2 separate regions of the Macaca mulatta genome follow, and region 1 is linked to region 2. Evidence: chromatin contacts called from public Hi-C data. All regions are on one chromosome and are shown on one strand. The core of a region is the stretch at or near the end of the contact, and the rest is flanking DNA. Distances in the headings are between cores, read along the strand shown.

Evidence for each region. A called contact is a pair of places that touch in the nucleus more often than the background predicts.
Region 1: a Hi-C map of fetal cortex germinal zone shows a contact between it and region 2, with 2.2 times the contacts expected there. The contact joins the promoter of HAUS6 here to the promoter of RPS6 in region 2. A contact is called at or near these places in 2 of 14 Hi-C or Micro-C datasets (fetal cortex germinal zone and fetal cortical plate).

The regions. Positions count from the first base shown.
Region 1 is chr15:80,091,722-80,095,902 of T2T-MMU8v2.0, forward strand. HAUS6 (HAUS augmin like complex subunit 6) reads left to right here and starts at 2,516. Exons shown (of 17, transcript XM_028835138.2): 1 at 2,516-2,615. The coding sequence starts at 2,614.
Region 2 is chr15:79,809,508-79,813,602 of T2T-MMU8v2.0, forward strand. It overlaps RPS6 (ribosomal protein S6), which reads left to right and starts at 2,740. Exons shown (of 6, transcript XM_077966042.1): 1 at 2,740-2,887; 2 at 3,336-3,467; 3 at 4,047-4,095. The coding sequence starts at 3,423. It overlaps LOC144334693 (a long non-coding RNA gene), which reads right to left and starts at 2,636. Exons shown (of 2, transcript XR_013404823.1): 1 at 2,560-2,636.

The sequences.
Region 1 (4,181 bases), core at 1,266-3,765, 280 kb after region 2:
TCTCAAACTCCTGACTTCAAGTGCCTCGGCCTCCCAAAGTGTTGGGATTACAGGCGTAAGGCACCATGCCCGCCCCAATCAGAAAATCTTAGAGTCCACCTATGACCTGAACCCTCCACTCTGAGTTGCCTCACCTTTCTGTACAGAACCAATGTATACCTTACATGTATTGATCGATGTCTTATGTCTCCCTAAAACCAAGCTATAGCCCCACCATCTGGGGCACATGTTCTCAGGAACTCTTGAGACTGTGCCTCAGGCCATAGTCACTCATATTTGGCTCAGAATAAACTTCTTTAAATATTTTGTTAGAGGAACCCCTGCTTTCCAGGCCTCTGGTTTAATAAAACATGACTCAAGTGACTCCATCTTAAACTAGTTAGGCACTTACAAGGCTCCTATAAAATTAATGCTTATGGTCTAAAAACAGCCACATTCTAAGCTTGCCACCAATTATAATAACAGAATATTTATGGCCATACAGGACATCTCCCACCAATCCTGCAGAATGTCCAGATGCTCTAAAGAGCAGCCAACTTTACTTAAAGATGATGTTAATGAGCAAGCATAGGTTGAAAGATTAATGGTCTCTGAAAGCACAATAGCCCCACCTTTAGTGAGCACATCTGCGCATTCCAAGTTTAATTACAGCTCTTTATAGTTTCTCATAAGTAGAGACAGTAACAAAGGACCGTGTGTTCCTCCGCCTCCTTTCTGAGGTTGCTCCGCTCTTCAACGGAGTAGTTTCCAATAAACTTCCTTCCTTCATTGTGCTCTGTGATTCACCTCAAATTATTTCCCGCACAAGATCCAAGAACCTGCTCTTTGGGTCTGGATCAAGACTCTGTTTTTACCGGTAACAATTTTACAGAGTTTGACTCTTTGTTGACAGGAGTCAGAGATTTTTTTTGTTGCTGTTCTTTTGCTTGGAGAAGGGTCTTGCTCTGTCACTAGGCTGAATGAAGTGCAATCGTGCAATCACAGCTCTCTGCAGCCTCAGCTTCCCAGGGCCCACATGATTTTCCCACCTCAGCCTCCTGCGCAACTGGACCACAGGCTGCACCACCAGAATGGAATCAGAGATCTTACAATGACCTCCACAGTGAAAAGCTATGCATAAACTTCAAAAAGTGGTTTTAGGCTGGGCGCGGTGGCTCATTCCTTGGGAGGCCAAGGTGGACAGATCGCTTGAGCCCAGGAGTTCGAGCCCAGCCTGGGCAACTTGGTGGGTTCTCTCTCTCTCTCTCCTCTCACTCTTTTTTTTTTTTTTTTTTTTTTTTTGAGACAGAGTCTCACTTTGTCACTCAGGCTGAAGTGCAGTGGCAGGATCTTGGCTCAATGCAACGTCTGCCTCCTGGGTTCAAGCTATTCTTCTGCCTCAGCCTACCGAGTAGCTGAGCTGGGATTACAGTCATGCGCTACCACGCCAGGCTAATTTTGTATTTTTAGTAGAGACCGGGTTTCTCCATGTTGGTGAGGCTGGTCTTGAACTCCCCGCCTCAGGTGATCCACCCACCTTGGCCTCCCAAAGTGCTGGGATTATAGGCTTGAGCCACCGTGCCTGGCCTCTTTTTATTAAGGTGGTTTTAGTGAGGCAGGAGGCAATAATTGCCAGAGGTAGCAATGAGACTTAAAAGCAGGTTACCCAATCCATTTCGAGGCCCTGTTGTCTATGGGGTTTGTGGTAGGCAACAGCCGTCAGTTAAGAGAACTGCAGGCGGCCGGGCGCAGTGGCTCACGCCTGTAATCCCAACACTTTGGGAGGCCGAGGACGGCGGATAACCTGATGTTAGGAGTTCGACACCAGCCTGGTCAACATGGTGAAACTGTCTCTATTGTGCTTTCAGAGACTATTAAAAATACAAAAAATTAGCCGGGCGTGGTGGTGGACGCCTGTTAATCCCAGCTACTCTGGAGGTTGAGGCAGGACAAATGCTTGAACCCGGGAGGCGGAGGTTGCAGTGAGCCGAAATCTTGTCACTGCACCCCAACTTGAGCAACAAGAGCGAAACTCCGTCTCAAAAAAAAAAAAAAAAAAAAAAAAAAAAGGCTGCAGGGGGAGTAGGGAGCCAGATTTCATTTAAAGCAGGCAAAGGAGCATCTAGTATTCTAGTATTTGAGGGCATAGATTTCGCTAATGACAGAAATGAGGCTCAGAGATTACGTGACTTGATCAGAGTCACAGTGAGCATAGCGGAGGATGGAACCAATGCTTCTTCTCTCTACACCGAGGTACAGTGCTCCATTTATGGCTTTTATGTGACGTAACAACTAGCATACACAAGCAAATGAACCCCACACACCAACAATCAGAAAATCCCGAAGACCCGAGGATCTGGGCAAGATAGCCGTTACGCAAGCGCAGAACAATTCGCTGGCCGCGCAATGCCGCGTGGGTCTTGGTAGTTTCTTGGCTGGGCATGACCGGAAGGGAGGAGAGAAGGGCGCATGGCATGGCGGGAGATATAGTCCTTCCGGGAAGTCCCTCCTCCTTCGGAAGACTGGCGGCGCAGGCGCATACTGCTCTTCCTTAAGGGCGGGAGTCTCGGTTTGTGGTGGCTTTGCTGAGGCAGTTGTGCCCGCACTACCGTTAGAAGCTCAGTTTCCCGGAGGATGTAAGTCCCTTTGAGGCGAAATGGCTCGGGGCGAGAAAGGAGCAGACTTTGGCAATGGAAGGACCGCCGCGACCTCAGGCTGACCGTAGGGAGGGATCTTGAGGGCCCTCCGAGTCCCCTGGGTTTGCGCTTTCTTTCTTCGCAGCCGCCGTGCCTACCGCGAGGATGAGCTCGGCTTCGGTCACCGCTTTCGAGAAGGAGCATCTCTGGATGTATCTGCAGGCGCTCGGCTTCGAGCCAGGCCCGGCAACCATTGCCTGCGGAAAGATCGTGTCGCACACGCATCTCGGAGTGTAAGGAGGCCGGGGCTGTCGGGGCGAGGGAGCCTGAGCCGGGGGATCCCGGCCTTGCCCTTTTGTATACCCCGGAGGTTGATTAATCAGAATTGGTTGAGCGGTTACTCTGTGCCAGGCATTGACTCCAAAGTTCCTACTCCCAGTTGCTGCCAGCCTAGTAGCAGAGGCAGACAGTAAATAATGGAAGAGTGCCGGAAGCGATCTGTAGGCGAGTGCAAAGTCTGCAGATGGGCAGAGTGCAAAACTGGAGGGACAGCTTAATTCTGCCTAGGTGGTGGAGGGGTGGTCTGTGGAGTAGTGGGAGGGATGGCGGGTAGTAGTGGAAGAGCAGGGGAATCTTACGTACAAAATGCCTTTTGAACTCAAGGGAGCCTTTGAAGGTGGTTTAACTTTATAATTTTTAATTTTTGAATTAGTAAGGCATGCTGGAGTTAGCATAAAACAACGGAGAAGGTATTAAAAACTAATACCCTGGCCGGGCGCGGTGGCTCAAGCCTGTAATCCCAGCACTTTGGGAGGCCGAGACGGGCGGATCACGAGGTCAGGAGATCGAGACCATCCTGGCGAACACGGTGAAACCCCGTCTCTACTAAAAAATACAAAAAACTGGCCGGGCGCGGTGGCTCAAGCCTGTAATCCCAGCACTTTGGGAGGCCGAGACGGGTGGATCACGAGGTCAGGAGATCGAGACCATCCTGGCTAACACGGTGAAACCCCGTCTCTACTAAAAAATACAAAAAACTAGCCGGGTGAGTTGGCGGGCACCTGTAGTCCCAGCTACTCGGGAGGCTGAGGCAGGAGAATGGCATAAACCCGGGAGGCGGAGCTTGCAGTGAGCTGAGATCTGGCCACTGCACTCCAGCCTGGGCAACAGAGCGAGACTCCATCTCAAAAAAAAAAAAAAAAAAAAAAAAATACAAAAAACTAGACGGGCGTGGTGGCGGGCGCCTGTTGTCCCAGCTACTCGGGAGGCTGAGGCAGGAGAATGGCATGAACCCGGGAGGCGGAGCTTGCTGTGAACTGAGATCCGGCCACTGCACTCCAGCCTGGGCAACAGAGCGAGACTCCGTCTCAAAAAAAAAAAAAAAAAAAAAAAAAAACTAATACCCTTTTAATGAAAAGTATGGAAAGTAAAAGCCCCTTCCCTACTTTTTCCACTTCTGTTAAGGTTATGGATCTCTCCTAATAACCCACTGTAAATAACTCTGTTTTATTTCTATGTTTTATCAACTTTAGCCAGTATCTCTGTTTCATCATTCCCACTGTAGGC
Region 2 (4,095 bases), core at 1,490-3,989:
CTGTAATCCCAGCATCTTGGGAGGCCAAGGCAGGAGGATCATTTGAGGTCAGGAGTTTGAGACCATCCTGGTCAACATGGTGAAACCCCATCTCTACTAAAAATACAAAATTTAGCCGGGCATGCTGGCACACACCTGTAATCCCAGCAGCTATTCAGGCTGAAGTGGGAGAATCGCTTGAACCTGGGAAGCAGAGGTTGCAGTGAGCCGACATTGTGCCACTGCACTCCAGCCTGGGCAACACAGGAAGACTCCGTCTCAAAAAAAAAAAAAAAAAAGGCAAAGAACCCTTGTGTACTGTTGGTGGGATTGTAAATTGGTACAGTCACATGTAAAAGAGTATAGAGGTTCCCCAAAAAATTAAAAATAGAACTACTACATGATCCAGCAGTCCCACTTCTGGATATCCCAAATAATTGAAAACAGGGTCTGTCTCTAAGATATATTTGCACACCTATGTTCATATCAGCATTATTTACAGTAGCCAAGAGGTGGAAACAACCAAAATGTCCAATGACAGATGAACGGTTAAACAAAATGTAGTATCTACATGCAACAGAGTATTATTCAGCCTTAAAAGCGAAGGAAATCCTGTCACATGCTATAACACGGATGAACCTTGAGACCATTATGTTAAATGACATAAGCCAGTCACAAAAAGACAACTACCGTTTGATTCCATTTATATGAGATACTTAGTCAAAATCATAGAGACAGAAAGTAGAATGGTTACCAAAAGCTGTGGGTAGGGGGAAAGGAGTTACTTAATGAGTATGAAGTTCCCGTTTTGCAAGATGAAAAAGTTCTGGAGATCTATTTTACAACAATGTTAATATATTTAACATTACTGAAGTGTACACTTCAAAATGGTGTCAGGGTTTGAAGACAGGGTGTCATTATGTTTGCCCGGGCTGATCTCAAACTCCTGGCCTCAGGAGATCCTCCCATCTCAGCGTCCTAAAGCATTTGGATTACCAGTGTGAGCCACTGAGTTTGGCCACCCTAAAATATTTTTAAAGGGAAAAACAAACAAAAAAACCTAGCCCATGGTTCTAGACTTTGTCTTTGCCTCACATTAATTTACTCCCACTACTTCAATAAAAATAATTAGGGCGAAAAAAACAGGGAGAGTTAAGAGCTTATACAGACATTTCTCTAAAGAAGATATACAAATGGCCAACAAACACATTAAAACATGCTCAACATCATTAGTCATTAGGGAAATGCAAATCGAAACCACTATGAGTCGCAGCTACTCCAGAGGCTGAGGCAGGAGGATGCTGCAGGCCAAGAGTTCCAGACCAACAGGATCTCGCTTTGACCCTGTCTCTACAATACATTTTTTAAAAATTAAAAAAAAAAAAAAAAAAAGTGTTGGCCATGATTTTGATAAACTGCGGCCCTCATACATTGCTGGTGGGAATGTAAAATGGTCCAGCTGCTGTGAAATAGTTTCCGTTTCTCCCTGAGAATAAAATTACTGTATGACCCAGCAATTTCACTCTTAGGTATATACCTAAAATAACTGAAAACAAGTACTCATACATAGAAGAACTATTTACAATAGTTAAAAGGTAGAAACAACCCATATGTCTATTAATGGATGAATGGATAAACAAATTGCAGTCTATACCTACACTAGCATATTGAGCCATAAAAGGGATGACATACTGATACATGCTACGACTCAAAAGATTAGTCAGACAGACACAAACGGTCAATATTGTATGATTCCATTTTTGTGAAATAGGCACATCCACTGAGACAGGACACAGATTGGTGGTTGCCAGGGCCTGGTGGAAATGGGGAAGGGGGAGCAACCGCTTAACGGGGCACAGCGTTTTCTTTTAGGATGATGAAAATGTTTTGGAACTGTATCGATAGAGAGGCTGGTTGTACAGCATTGTGAATGTACTAAATGCCACTGAATTGTTCACTTTAAAAATGACTGGTTATGTCAATTTCACCTTAACAAAAAAATTACATACAGTACTCAGATTTTAAAAAGCATCATTTCACCAAGATTCCACGAATTAATGTGAGATGATCAAAGCGGATTCAGTAGAGTCATTCAACTTCGAACGTGAAACAGTCCTAAACTCAAACCTTTGTGACACTAAAGTGGGAAGATGGTATGTGATAATTTTAGAAAGTAAACATTATTCTTGTTTACTTGATTTGGAACTCGAACTTTTATTATTTTGAGGCGGAGTCTCCCTCTGTCGCCTAGGCTGCAGTGCAGTGGTGCGATATGGGCTCACTGCAACCTCCGCCTCTCGGGCTCAAGCGATTGTCGTGCCTCAGCCTCCCTAGTAGCTGGAACTACAGTCGCCCCCCCCCACCACGCGCGGCTAATTTATATATTTTTATTAGAGACGGAGTTTCGCCATGTTGGCCAGGCTGGTCTCGAACTCCTGACCTAAAATAATCCGCCCGCCTCAGCCTCCCAAAGTGTTGGGATTACAGGCGTGAGCCACCCAGCTCCAAAACCCAGGGAGCGTGGAAAAGACAAGACAGGGAAGGGGCTAACCCTCAGAATCACACGCGGGCTCGCCTTACCAGACCACCACTGCTGGCATAACCTCACAACCACTGGCAACCAACTTCACCTCCCAGACCCTGATTCAACTCAACCCCGGAAGTGCCGCCCACCCGTGCTTACTTCCGCTGTCCCGTACTTCTGCTCATCTCGCGAGAACTGAAAGCGCCTATGAGACTTGCGCTAAGCGGAAGTTGGTCCTCTTTTCCGTGGCGCCTCGGAGGCGTTCGGCTGCTTCAAGATGAAGGTAGGTGGTGGTGGCGAGTGTTAGACTGGTTTGGGGAACGTGAATCGAGTCCCAGAACGCGGCATTGCCTCATTTCCAGCACTGCAAGATCCTGGCTTTAGGTGCAGAAGGGTCTCAAGTAGGAGAAGGCTCGCTTTTCTGGGGCATGGAGCTTTTTGGCCGAGCGGATGGCAGGCGATTGCGGCTGGAGCCGCGGCGGGCCGGGAGCGCCATGGTGGCGTCCCGGCGTGTTGCCCAGTTTGCGGCAGGCCTGTGGTGCGGCTCTTGACCCCGGCTTTCTTGCTTCGGGAGGGTGAACAGCTGCGGAGCGCCCTCGCCCCCAGAGTCATTCTGCGGGGCTTGAGGGGAACACGTCCTCCTGAGTGCGGCGCTTCTTGACTGCTACTGTGCTTTCACGTGCTTTTAGTGAGTACGGTCGGCATCTCATATTTCCTGCTTGTGTGGAGGCAACATGAAAGGCTTTTTGCAGTGGAATTAACTTTGTGGATGGCTCTACAATTACCTGTGTAGGTAGTTTCGTAAACTATTTCCCTCCCTTTTAATCCTTAGCTGAACATCTCCTTCCCAGCCACTGGCTGCCAGAAACTCATTGAAGTGGACGATGAACGCAAACTTCGTACTTTTTATGAGAAGCGTATGGCCACAGAAGTTGCTGCTGACGCTCTGGGTGAAGAATGGAAGGTAAAAGTTAACAATCAAATTGTTGCAGCTATTGAAGTCAGACGGTAAACGCCATTGGTAATTGGTATTTGGAATGGGGTTCAGACTGCGGGTTCTGGCTTCTGACCTTTGGTAAGTTGCTTCCGAATGCCACTTTATGAAGCTGAGCTGTTACCTTGGAGGGGAGACATAGAGTAAGCCGTAAAATATACGTAAAGTTTACATCAACGTAATTCTTGCCATGCATCATGCATTCGGCAGATGTCACATAGCTGTCCTCATAATCTCCAAAGTGCGAAGACGCATTGTATCTTGTTTGTTGCTCTTTGATATTTTATCTTCCTAGTGCTGTTATTTCTAATAAAACATCGGTTAGAAATGCGACTTGAATGAAAGACATCTGATAATTGAACTTGATAAGTTGGGAATGTAGACAAAACTTACTGATCAGAGAAAACGTGCTTAAGTTTTAAGTTTAAATTGGTTTTCATAATGAATTATACTTTCTCATATAGGTGTGGTTCACAGAGGTCACAATCCTGTATTGTATAATTTTGGAATAGAAATAGTAAATGTGTCATTCATTGTATGCTCTTGCAGGGTTATGTGGTCCGAATCAGTGGTGGGAACGACAAACAAGGTTTCCCCA